Linked DNA regions of Mus musculus: region 2 is linked to region 1. Evidence: chromatin contacts called from public HiCAR-type data. All regions are on one chromosome and are shown on one strand. Each heading gives the region's core, a stretch centred on a gene start, on an enhancer-like site or on the middle of the called end of the contact. The rest is flanking DNA. Distances are from core to core; before and after follow the strand shown. Region 1 has its middle 28 kb from the start of 1700112M02Rik. Region 2 has its middle 14 kb from the start of Gm40999.

The links. HiCAR-type assays count read pairs that join an accessible place to other places.
Region 2: a HiCAR-type map of kidney shows a contact between it and region 1, with 6 times the contacts expected there. The contact joins two enhancer-like sites. A contact is called at or near these places in 2 of 15 datasets of contacts at CTCF or cohesin (pro-B cells and stem cell-derived epiblast-like cells), 9 of 484 Hi-C or Micro-C datasets (cerebellum, embryonic fibroblasts, embryonic stem cells and 2 more) and 5 of 115 datasets of contacts at active chromatin or transcription factors (astrocytes, embryonic stem cells, kidney and 1 more).

What each region holds. Positions count from the first base shown.
Region 1 is chr13:71,456,758-71,462,595 of GRCm38.p6, reverse strand. No RefSeq gene overlaps it. Among named protein-coding and RNA genes, the nearest start is that of 1700112M02Rik, 28 kb to the left of the region's middle. Within about 2 kb of position 3,910, at least 50 of the 459 cell types and tissues checked have an H3K27ac peak or open chromatin away from gene starts, as enhancers often do. A contact at or near this core is called in kidney, where this site is marked.
Region 2 is chr13:71,796,740-71,802,299 of GRCm38.p6, reverse strand. No RefSeq gene overlaps it. Among named protein-coding and RNA genes, the nearest start is that of Gm40999, 14 kb to the right of the region's middle. Within about 2 kb of position 3,794, at least 5 of the 459 cell types and tissues checked have an H3K27ac peak or open chromatin away from gene starts, as enhancers often do. A contact at or near this core is called in kidney, where this site is marked.

The DNA of each region.
Region 1 (5,838 bases), core at 2,661-5,160:
GATTTTGGTGTGCATCTCTGTAAGCACACATCTTCCAGAAGGATTCCCGAACGACAGAAGGCTCTTTTCTTCCGTAGCCACAAGCCTCTGATCAGGTGACATAGTACTGGGTTATGAATGAGGTAATTTTTCTGAATATCATAAGTTGAGAATATCTTAGGGTTTAGGGTTTTTGTTTACTATCGTATACAGAAAATCATGAAACTCAGAATTTTCTTTACATCTCTCTGCCTCTACTTAGAATACCATTTGGAGTCACTTTGCTGCAGGCCCAGTGAAGCTATGAGATGTGCAGCCCAAGGACAGAGTATCCAAGAGACCATGGAACAAACCCAGAAGCAGAGCCACCCTCTGGGAAACTCAAGGGTTTTCACCTCTTGTCTTCCTCCCCTGCCTTTTACTTTCTAGTTTTAATTTATTTGGTGGTTTTTATAGGAACATGATGGTTTGCGGGAGGGCTTTGAGCTCTCAATGACTCGTGTGATTCCCAGTCCCTCTGTGCTTTCTGATTGAAACTCAAGATTTCTCAGCTTCCTTCTGCCACATTGCCTTTGCTCTGGTAGAGTCTCATCTTCAGAAACCATCAGCTCAAATAAACCCTTTCTTCTATAAACTTCCTTTGTCTTGGTGTTCTATCGCAATAGAGAGGTAACTAATCCAAGCCATTTAGTGTCTTCTGCTTGCATCCAGCCCTTCAGTGCCTCCCCTCCCCTCGTTCATGCTGAACCCTTCTTCCAAACAAACCTCTCCTGTCTCAGTGTCTTTGTGTAATGACTTCCCGAGGATAGTGAGGATTTTCTGTACCAGCTTGGATGTGTGGGTGTGTATTTATTGGCACTTGAGAACTTGGCAGTGACTATAGCACTGAAGAAATATGAAGTCACCCTCTCCCAGAAGCCATTCCTTCCTAAAAGCTGCCGAGGGAGGAGAGCTGGGTCTTTTGATCTCCCCCCCATCTATGATGGACTTTTGACATTCCCAGTTCTGGACAGAGCTTGCTGAAGGAGCTGAGGACAGGAAGTCATGAGAGGAAATGCTATCTCCTCCACGTCCCTGTCTGGTTTCTCTGCCTCCTTGTTCTGCGCCTTGTGCTCCAGTCTAATTGCAAACTGTTTCTGCAAACTAGCTGTGAATATTTACAACACACAGGGAAATATTTGCAAACTTTTATGAATTATTCCTTTAGGAGCTGATCACTGCCAGCAACTGAAGGATGCATCTGGAGCTGCTAGTTCCCAGATAATCTCTAGCGAGTTATGGTGACTTCATCTTGTCTGTGCCATGGTGCCTAGCGCTGGGCTTTACCAAAGGGAACCATCAATAGAAATAGAGTCAGAAATTGTGTTTCTATGATTGTTTTATCTGTATTCCCCCCCTCTCTCTTTTTTTATTTAATTAGTATTCTTCTTATGAGATCAGGTAAAATATCTCACCACAACATTTCATACATTTGAAGGTAAATTCAGAAAAAGGAATGTTTAATCCTACTTCTTCCTTAGATATTGGCAGGATCCATTCTGAGATGCTAAGGGAATACCTGAATACTCAGTCTTCCTAAGGTAAAACAAACAAACAAACAAACAAACAAAAAACAAAACAAAAACAAAACAAAACAAAAAAACACGTAAGTATGAAAAGAGCAAACTAACAACAAAAAAAAAAAAAAAATGAAGACAAGTCAAAAGACTAATGCTTAGAAAACCCAGCCAAAGAGTACACATGGGGGCACCCATGGCTCCAGCTGGATACGTAGCAGAGGATTGCTTTATCAGGCATCACTGGGAGGGGATGCCCTTGGTCCTGTACAGGCTCTATGACCCAGGGTAGGGACATGCTAGGGTGCTGAGGTAGGAGTGGGTAGGCAGGTGGGGGAGCACCCTCATAGAAGCAGGGGGAGGGGGAGGAGATAGAGGTTTAGTGAATGGGAAACTGGGAAGGAGATAACATTTGAAATGTCAATAAATAACCAATAAAAAAATAAAATAAATAAATTAACAAAAAAAAAAAGAAAAGAAAAAAGGAAACCTAAAAATCGATTTCAACTCCCAAGAGAATCCATTCTAGATATACCCATGTTATTCTCAGTCACCGAAGAGTTCAAAGGGACAGAAATGTATTTAAACACTGGATTGAAAGAGGTGGAATTAGGAAAGTCTGGCAGGAAGATGCAAACCTATTTTTCATTCTCTGGGGCGTGCTTCCAGTGTCCACCCTGAACCAGCGGGTCGCTGGGGTTTTGCCTCTGCTGGCTTCTGGATGAAATGCAATTCCACGGTCACAGTGGGGTTAAAATAACAGTTCAACAGAGACACTTCTCAGATAATAAAACAAACCATTAGCTTGAGAAAAGAATGTCAGTATGATGTACGGAGTCCCCAGAGGATCAATGCTCCGTAGATTATGAGAAATATAAAGAAGGTTCTGTGGTGGGGCGCGGGGCTCTCAGTGTCAGTCCGTGGCTGGATATCAGGGTCATTTTCCTATGAAGGTGGACATGTAGGCAGAGAGCCCTTGGTCGGGCCATCAGAGCTCAGAAGCCCCTGTGAACACAGGGATCCTGGAGGCCATGCTTTCCCTCTGTAATCATCTCTCTGTTCGGAAACCAATGGACAAGATTACAGTAAGTAGAAGAAAGCAAGGGAACCAGGCGACCTAAAACATTACACTTTGCCATCGTCTTTGTCTTTGCTTTTACTTTGATATCTACATTTCCAAAACATCCAGGTGCTCTGGCGCACTTAGCAACCGTATTAGCAGTGTGCTGCTGTGCAGGTCTTTCTGGCACTACAACCTGGAAAACTCTGAAAATAAAAATTTGCAGTATGTTTACATGATCTCCATGAAAATCCCCCAGTGCTAAGACAGCTTCAAAGCACACCCCTTTAGTGCTGGGAAACTGTTACCCCTCAGTCTCAAGTACCAGTCTCAGTGGCTTCCAAACGTTCTCTTGGACTGCGTGCCCCCCCCCACACACACACACTCCCCCTCCCCCACCCATCCACCCCCCCACCTCATGACTTCCCTGTGGAAAGGCTGTTCTTAAATGGTGGGGTTTTTTTTTCCTTTCTTTCCTAACAATAAAGTTAATTTGAGGATCTGATAGAAGCATACGTTAAGAGTCTTTGCTTAAGTTCCCATTTCTATCACCACAAATGATTTTTCTGCTTTTGTTCCGTCCTCTCTAACGGTAATCCCCTCTGCCTGGTTATTTGAGACAAGAGTAGATAAAGCCTTCCTTCATTTTCTTAAGTGCTCTTATTCAAGTACCCGCTCTTCAAATGTGCTGAGTAATGGCGTCTGAATGGAGGGTCCAGGAGGAGCAGAGGTGGCCCACGGGCCAGCGGCCTCTTATGCGGGTATCAGCCACGCACCACTGACCACTTGCGTTAGGTGAACCTGGACTCTGCCCCTGCAGACTCCCAGCATCCTGGGAGTCCACTCTGGAGACCAGGGTGTGGCCCCAAAATGGCTTTCTAGCTTCTGAGCTGGCTTGCTAGGATGGAGACTTACAGTGGACCTTCTAAAGGGTTCTCACCATAGAGAACTCGCTTAGTCATTTTAAGTAGGGACTCAAAAAAACCCAGTCCCTCCCTCTCTGACCCGATGAAAAACAGGACGATCCCACATTCCCAGAGATCTTGAAGCAGCTCTTTTCCAAAGATGCAGCCTCTGGCTGTGTTTCCTCCACTTGCAAAAAGCAGCCGGCTTGTGAATGCGTGGCTGGGGAGCCACTGCTCTTGGAATCTACTGGAATGATCCTGCAGATGCAGCGCTGGGGAATTTGGACGGTATTTCACGGTTGAGGAAGGGCTCCCTCCTTCTCTGAGTTCTCGCTCAGGGCTTTGAGTTGAAGACTGCAGCTTACACTGTCAAAACGCATGCTGATTTGATCCCTTTCTTAAAGGCTGGATCCTTAGAAAGCCGGCTCTGTTCCATGATAAAGGCCTATTCAGCGTGGGGTCTGACCCTGCACGCAGGCGTCCGCAGGGCCGCAGTGGAGCGCTTGCACCCCCTACAGGCCGACATGCGCAAATGCGGCCCCGACGCGGGCGCTCCTCCTCCCTCTGCCTTCCTAGAGAATTTTTTGGGAGTATTTGCAGATGCCTGGCAGTCCCTGAAACAGAGCAGGTAAGTCTTGGTTGTTGGCTCTCCCAACAAGGCAGGATCCTGGCCTCTACTACCCTACAGCTAAGCTGTGCCCGGCTTGTAACCGGAAATCAGGTTCTCACAGTCAAGAAAGACAAAAAGGAGAAGCTGTTTCAAAGAAATGTGTGGTCTGTGTGGATGCTTGTAACAGAAACTTGCCAGCCTCTGAGCCCAAAGCCAGACGTGATGCTACCACACCAATCTGTTAGTGTTGAGCAAGCCAGGCTAAAGCAGGTGTGTGTGTGTGTGTGTGTGTGTGTGTGTGTGTGTGTGTAAAACACAGCTAAGTGTCCTGTCCCAAGAGGGAAGGTTCAAGCCAGTCTCAAACAAAGAGACACAGGAAGATATTTAAAAGTAGAACCAACTGATTTTCCACGTTCTGTTGGGCTTTGAAGCACATAATTCTGTGCACCTTTGTCACCCTTTAATCTAAGCTGGACCTGTGCCCCAATCAGAGCAATGCAGTAAGGCGAGATGGGCCTCTTGTGACCGTGCAGGGCAGACATGGGTGTTTCACTCCACACGTTCACACTTTCCCCTGCCCTTCAGGCCATGGGTGAAAATTGGCCTTTCCCTTACCTCCCTACAGGATAGCACTGGCCAAGAGTGCTTCTAACTGTGGAGACCTGCATTTGCACTGTAGAGGGGAGGAGCTGCTGCCCCACAGCTTCCTGTCTGTAGCAGGTAGTACTTACCAGAGGCCAGAGTGTGGCCCCAGGAGCACAGCATCCCATGTTGTGAGCCATTCAACATGGATTCTGGGTACCGAAGGACTTGCTTGTACAATAGCAGTAGACATGTTTAACTACTGAGCCATCTCTCTGGCCCCGCCTATACAGATTCATAGATGTGTGATTATAAAAGAAGTTCATGTGTTCCAAGAATGACTTGTAATAAAATGTGGTGTTTGTTCACAGATTCTGGACAACAATGAGAGAGAGAGAGAGAGAGAGAGAGAGAGAGAGAGAGAGAGAGAGAGAGAACTAGTGAGAGAGAGAGAACTATATGCAGAGGCCCCGACCAATTTGTACAGAAATTCGTGCAATTAAAGGTCTATAAAAAACAATGTATAAAACCCAATATAAAGCAAAAATATATTTTCCACAAACAAATTATGCCCCTAAAGAATGACGGCATTCAAAATGCAAAGAGCAGCTAAATAAAGTGTTTTATGGAAGCTGCAGGAGGTTTAATCATGCTCCTTAGTAGGCAGGGAACCCTATTTTTCATAGTTGTAAAAGTGACTTTCTATTTTAAACTCAGAGAAGTTCTTTAAAAAAAAAAGAAAGAAAGAAAGAAAGGAAGAAGGAAAGAAAAGAAGGAAGAAAAAAAATCCCCCAGGTTCTTGGACCTGCTGAAAGTCTGCAAAAATCCAAACAAACATTACATTTCCCTCACCATACACTCATTCTTTTGAGACAAACAATGCCTTTGTTATGATTTCTGTAGGTAAATACGTACCTGAGATGCAAAAGAGAAGAGGGTCTGCAAAGAAACCCAGGGTTCTGACTTCCTCTGTAGCTCTTGCAGGAAGAGTGTGTGCTGCCATGTATACATTGAGGCTATTCTAGATGCTATGATGAGAAAAGCCACCCATCTCAGATTCTGTCAGCAGTACAGGTTATCTGAGGGAGGTACGAAGGGTGTTTAAAGACACAGTTGCAGAATCAGACTCAGAGGCCATGACCACTT
Region 2 (5,560 bases), core at 2,545-5,044, 340 kb before region 1:
TCTATCATCTATCATCTATTTATTTTTCTATCATCTATATATCTATTTATATATCTTTCATTTATCATTTATCTATCTATATATCAGTCACCTATCATCTATCTTTTGTCTACCACTTATCAATTATCTATCTATCTATCATCTATATTTTGTCTATCACTTATCAATCTTCTATCTATCACCTATCATTTATCTATCAATTATCTATCTACCAATCATCTATCTACTTGTCATCTGTCAATAACATACCATTTTATCACTTATTTATACTTTGTCTATCTTCCACCCAAGTGTATATGAATAGTTACTTATCTGTCTGTCATCTCTATTATCACGATGTCTCTATCTACTTATTCTATCTTCCTCCCATGAATGTGCACAGATATCTCTACCTGCTCTATTACCTTCATTTTTATCATTCCTCTTAACAAATCTCCATCTGCCTGCATACCTTAGCCAGGTATACAGATAAGAGCGCATATTTATACCCCTTACCTACTTTGGAGAAGCCTGTGGCAGTATAAATAATTGGTGTTGAATTTTCCTCATTTACATTAATGAGTGGCAAAGTGTATGTGTCTAACTGGGTTCTCCAACATGTCTGTGGAGACTCTCCACTATAGCTACCCAAAAATACTGCTGACACATCCAAGTTTGGGACGTTTCTCTGCTCTTCTCATGAGTGGGGCCTAGATGATGTTCAGTGTACCTCATGGGTGTCCCTAACATTCAGCACACTAATGTTTGATGGCCACTGACTTAAATACTGCCAGGGAAGTTGCAAAGGAAACAGCTTGAAATGTGAAATAAAGCCTTTATTTGAAACCATAACACTTTTTATGGACTGTGTCATTACCCAGTTAAAACAATTAAATAAACTTAATGTTGCTTAGGCTGTGAAAAGTAAATATCTAGGTGTAGTTTGGAATTATGGTACTCAGACATGAGTGGTATAAAATAATTTCACAAAGCTTCCAAAATGTTAAGAACTTTCAAATGCCATGCTCAGAAGGGGAACTTGGTGTGTGGGCAGTATGATGTCATGAGAGTGGAATGCAAGGAGGCTTTCCCATGATGCTTCATGTTCGCCATCCTGCTTAGCACAGAGATGGGCTAGTTAGCATCCTAGGGAGTACACCAATTCACACATTCCTCTGGGTAGTGCCTACTGAATGAAACCATGTTGCGGTCCACATTCCCATGCAGATTTAGGATTGTTAGTAGGTATTTCCTGTTTCCCAATGTCCGATACTCAGTGATTTGTTGTGTGAAGAATACTGTATATACAGCATGCCACAGTTTCTTCTTTAGCTGATGTGGTTGATTTTTGCTGCCATCCTGACAGAATTTATAAACAGTCCTGGGAGTGGGTGTTTTGTACTTCTGGGCATACCTATGAGGGTATTTCCAGAAAGAAACAGAAGTTGAGGAAGATCCACTTTGTAGTTGGTGGACATAGCACCTGGGTAGTGGTCCTAGACTGAATAAAAGGGGAAGACAGAGAAAACCAAAACAGATAAGCATCTGTGTTCTCTCTCAGCTTGTTGATTGCAAATGTGACGTGGCCAGCTGCCTCCCTTGCTGCTATCCTCCAACATGGCCAGCTGCCTCCCTTGCTGCATGCCTTCAACAAAACAAACCCTTTCTTATTTGACTTGCTTTTATCCGACAACTTACATTAAATAAATGAGAAAAGTAACAAACACAATTAATTGCCTTCTTCCGTGTGTGTTACTAGCTCCTAACACAATTGCATAGACACTGTTGCCATAATCAGAAGGTCTAAATTTAAAACAACAATAGTTCTGCACTGGGTTAAGGTCTGGAAAACGTCTGCACATCACCTTCCTGTATACAGCTGGAGTTATCTCCCTGGGCAGGTTGACCTGATTCTGCTCAGGATGAAACTTAGTTCTGATGCCATCTTATTGAAAGCTATCAGGACCCAGTTCTGGGAGAGTTTTCTGTAAACATTGACCAGAATGGATATGTGATCTAATATGTTGAAGGAGGTGGCAGACACATTTGGAAGAGTCCCCCTGACTGTGTAACTGCTGTGACATACAAATGAACCTGATATAATTAGGCAACAAATATAATCAAACAGTATAATCGTGCACATGATATGAAACATTTATGAATCCTATTCATTACTCTCTGGGTTCTCTAGATTCCAGCTGGGTGAATACATTTTCTTTTTATCCTATGTGTTTCTCTGACTTATTTCCTGAAACTCAACTTCTCAGAGGATGCCTTTAACTTCTTTAAATGCCAGTGTTCATCTGTTTCCAACAATTCTGCCCAGCTAGTTCTTAGCACTAGAGAGAGAGAGAGAGAGAGAGAGAGAGCGCGCGCAACAAAAATCAGGACTGAAAAAGGCCAGAGCCCACCAACCCAGGAGCTCTGTGGGTTCTAGAATTGATTGCTATAAATCTATGTCACTAAATGGCTGTGAAAGTCAAGAGAAGGAAATGCTTTTCAAAGAAAAATAAGTAACCTTTGACTCCTCTTCTCTGAGCCACTTAATAATAAGATTTTATTTTCCTCAAAGATACACTGGGCACATGAGGTTCTGCAGGAAGTCCAGGGCCTCTGCTCAATGGCATCATTTACTTAACTGTCTTCAAAGAATTTTCTGAGCATTTTGTTTTCTGATGTTGATTCCAGTAAGAGAGTCATGTGTGCTATTTACCCTTGACTTATATTTATTTTTATCAACAAACCAAGTTGCTGCTTCATCTGTAGATTTGAAACCCATGAGTCACTTCTCTACAGCTGAGAAAGTCTCCGTTTTTGGAATTTGTATTTCTTCGAGGCAGGCAGTTATCTGGGGCTGGCTCAGCTGAGGCTGCAGACCAGAGACATCTGGGCTCCGGATCTGAGTTTGAAGTTTATCCAAAGCTTTTCAGTTCCATCAGATAAAACCTTACCTGTACAGCCTCAGTCAGCTCTTGCTGTCTTTCCAGGGATGGGACAGAATGTGGTGGTTTTTTTTTAAGGTGGTTTGTGTTTATTAAATATTAAAACCAAACATTACCACTATAAAAAGACACTTAAAACCATGGGCATTTTCCCTGGTAATGAAAGTTGAGTTACTTTCATTACTCCTTCTGCAGGGCACATATGAGAGCTCATAGGAACTACTGATCTGGAAATATAAGCAATTTGTAGCAGTCAGAAAGAGGTCAAACTGTGCTGTACTAGAAAAGAAGACTCAAAGTTTTTTGAAAAACTTGACTTGGGCATGCATATTTTACAGAAAATGTTTGCATTTACATATGAGGGCAATGCCATTGTTCTGTGGGAAACACTACCATTTGTAACCTGGAATAGATGAAACTTTGTTTAAATCTTATTACAAGCATGAACTAGGAATTCCCCAGTCTCACCTCTGATAATTAAACTTTGTGGCTTGGGATAGCTGGCAATCATTTCTGCCAGAACCTCTTAAGGATGGGAGCCTTCCTTAAGCAGCATGTCTTCATAGTAAAAAATAAAAACACTGAACAAAAGGGATTCTGGAACTGTATTGTGGTTAAAAGTGGTTGACAGAATGAACCCCACACCAATGGACTAGCCACAAGAAGCAATCAGCTCTCCACAGAACCTACAGAACTTCGATACATTGGGTCACTGCAAGAATTTCATGGTCCCATAAAAGTCTCTGCAGAACATGTTGAATTTTAATGGGATAAATTATTAAAGAGCAGCCAGCCACCAACCTAATCTAACTCTGACCTGTACTTAGTCAAGGGCGAGGTACACATCTGTGGCGGCCGTGGGAAAGCTCAGTCATGTGCTAAACACTTCTTCCTTATGAATATCAACAAGACCAAGGTGAAGAGAGGACAGACTGTAGGGGGTTGGAGTGAGATTTGAGAAACAGAATGGAAATGCAGCCAGGCTGTCCTTCCACTGAGCTTCTACCTGACTGAGTCCTGAGGAGGTGCCTGAACCCAAGTCCGCAGGCAGGAAGAAGAGACGCCAGAGTGCAGGGGGCTGGAGCAATGGTGACTAACGTCCTTGATGTGTGAGAGGCCTCATAACACACCACACTTAGACTCTCCGTGTTAGGGGTTAGCAGGGTTTCAGTAAGCACTCTGATGATAACCTTCAGCTGCCTCAGAGACAGATCAGCTTCAGAATTCAGATCATGGTGGTTATCCATAACACAGAGTCAGCTGTTTTCACAGACGTCCTGTTTGGAACTATGCTATGGATCTGGGGAATATTTGTCAAAAACTGCCCTAACTTCTTTCTTTCTTTCTTTCTTTCTTTCTTTCTTTCTTTCTTTCTTTCTTTCTTTCTTTCTTTCTTTCTTTCTTTCTTTCTTTCTTTCTTTCTTCCTTCCTTCCTTCCTTCCTTCCTTCCTTTCTTTTTTCTTTCTTTCTTTCTTTCTTTCTTTCTTTCTTTCTTTCTTTTGAGATTATAATTACATCATTTCTCTTCTTTCCTTTACTTGCTCTAACCCCTCCCATAGACCCCTCCTTATTCTCTTTCAGATTCATGACCTGTTTTTAAAAATTGATGGTGGTAGTGGTGGTGGTGGTGATGGTGGTGGTGGTGGTGGTGGAGTTTGTGTGTGTGTGTGTGTGTGTGTGTGTGTGTGTGTGTGTATTCCTAAATGCAATTTTTTCTGTCTGTATAATGTTACTCATATGTATATGTTTTCAGGGCTGACCATTTGATATTGGATATGCAGTTGGCATGAATAAGGTTATCTTTCACACCCCCTGCATTCCTAGAGTTGCCTGTATTCTTTGTCTAGGGTTGACTCCTGAGCTTTCCCCACCTCTATTGCCATCCATGTTAGTGTGTCTACTGGTATCTGTTTACTGCTCTAATGGTGATGGAATCTGGGAGAATGGAGCCTAACATGCAATTGCCAACTTTATTTATAGCCTCAGACCATTTACACTTTGAGGGTTAAGAGGAGCCATGTGAGAAAAATGTACAATCACAACTGCAAGCTGAACATGGTGGGTAAGCCACACACAGCACACAAGCTAAATATGGCAGAAATATGGGTTCCCATAGAGGCACATAGATAAATAACACTATCTAGTTATAATGGATAATCTAAAGTAAACTCACTCCTATCTGGTACATCTGAGAGGGTCAGAAAAGCACAAGCCAAGATGAATTCTGTTTTCCTTCAAAAAGAGTTTTTTTAAAGAAACTAAGGTCACAAGACTCTTGTCTTTTCTTGTTGGAGCTTCTCACTCAGAATTCTCCTCACAGGACTCCATTCTTGGACTGTGTTCCAACAAGTCGTGTCTTAATTCATCTCACGTTTGGGTACTCATGTTGGTGAGACTTTATGGGCATGGATTCTGACATTGCAAACAGCAAGCTCCCTGATCCTCTGTCTCTTACAAGCATTCTGCCTCCCCCTTTTAAAATGTTTGAAATTATAATATATTACAATATTTCTCTATTTCTTTTCCTCACTCCAAATCGTCTGACGAAACCTGTCCTTGTTTTCCTTCAAATACATGGCCTCTTTCTGCATTATTTGCTATTACATGCATATACGTATATACATATACTTCTGACTATA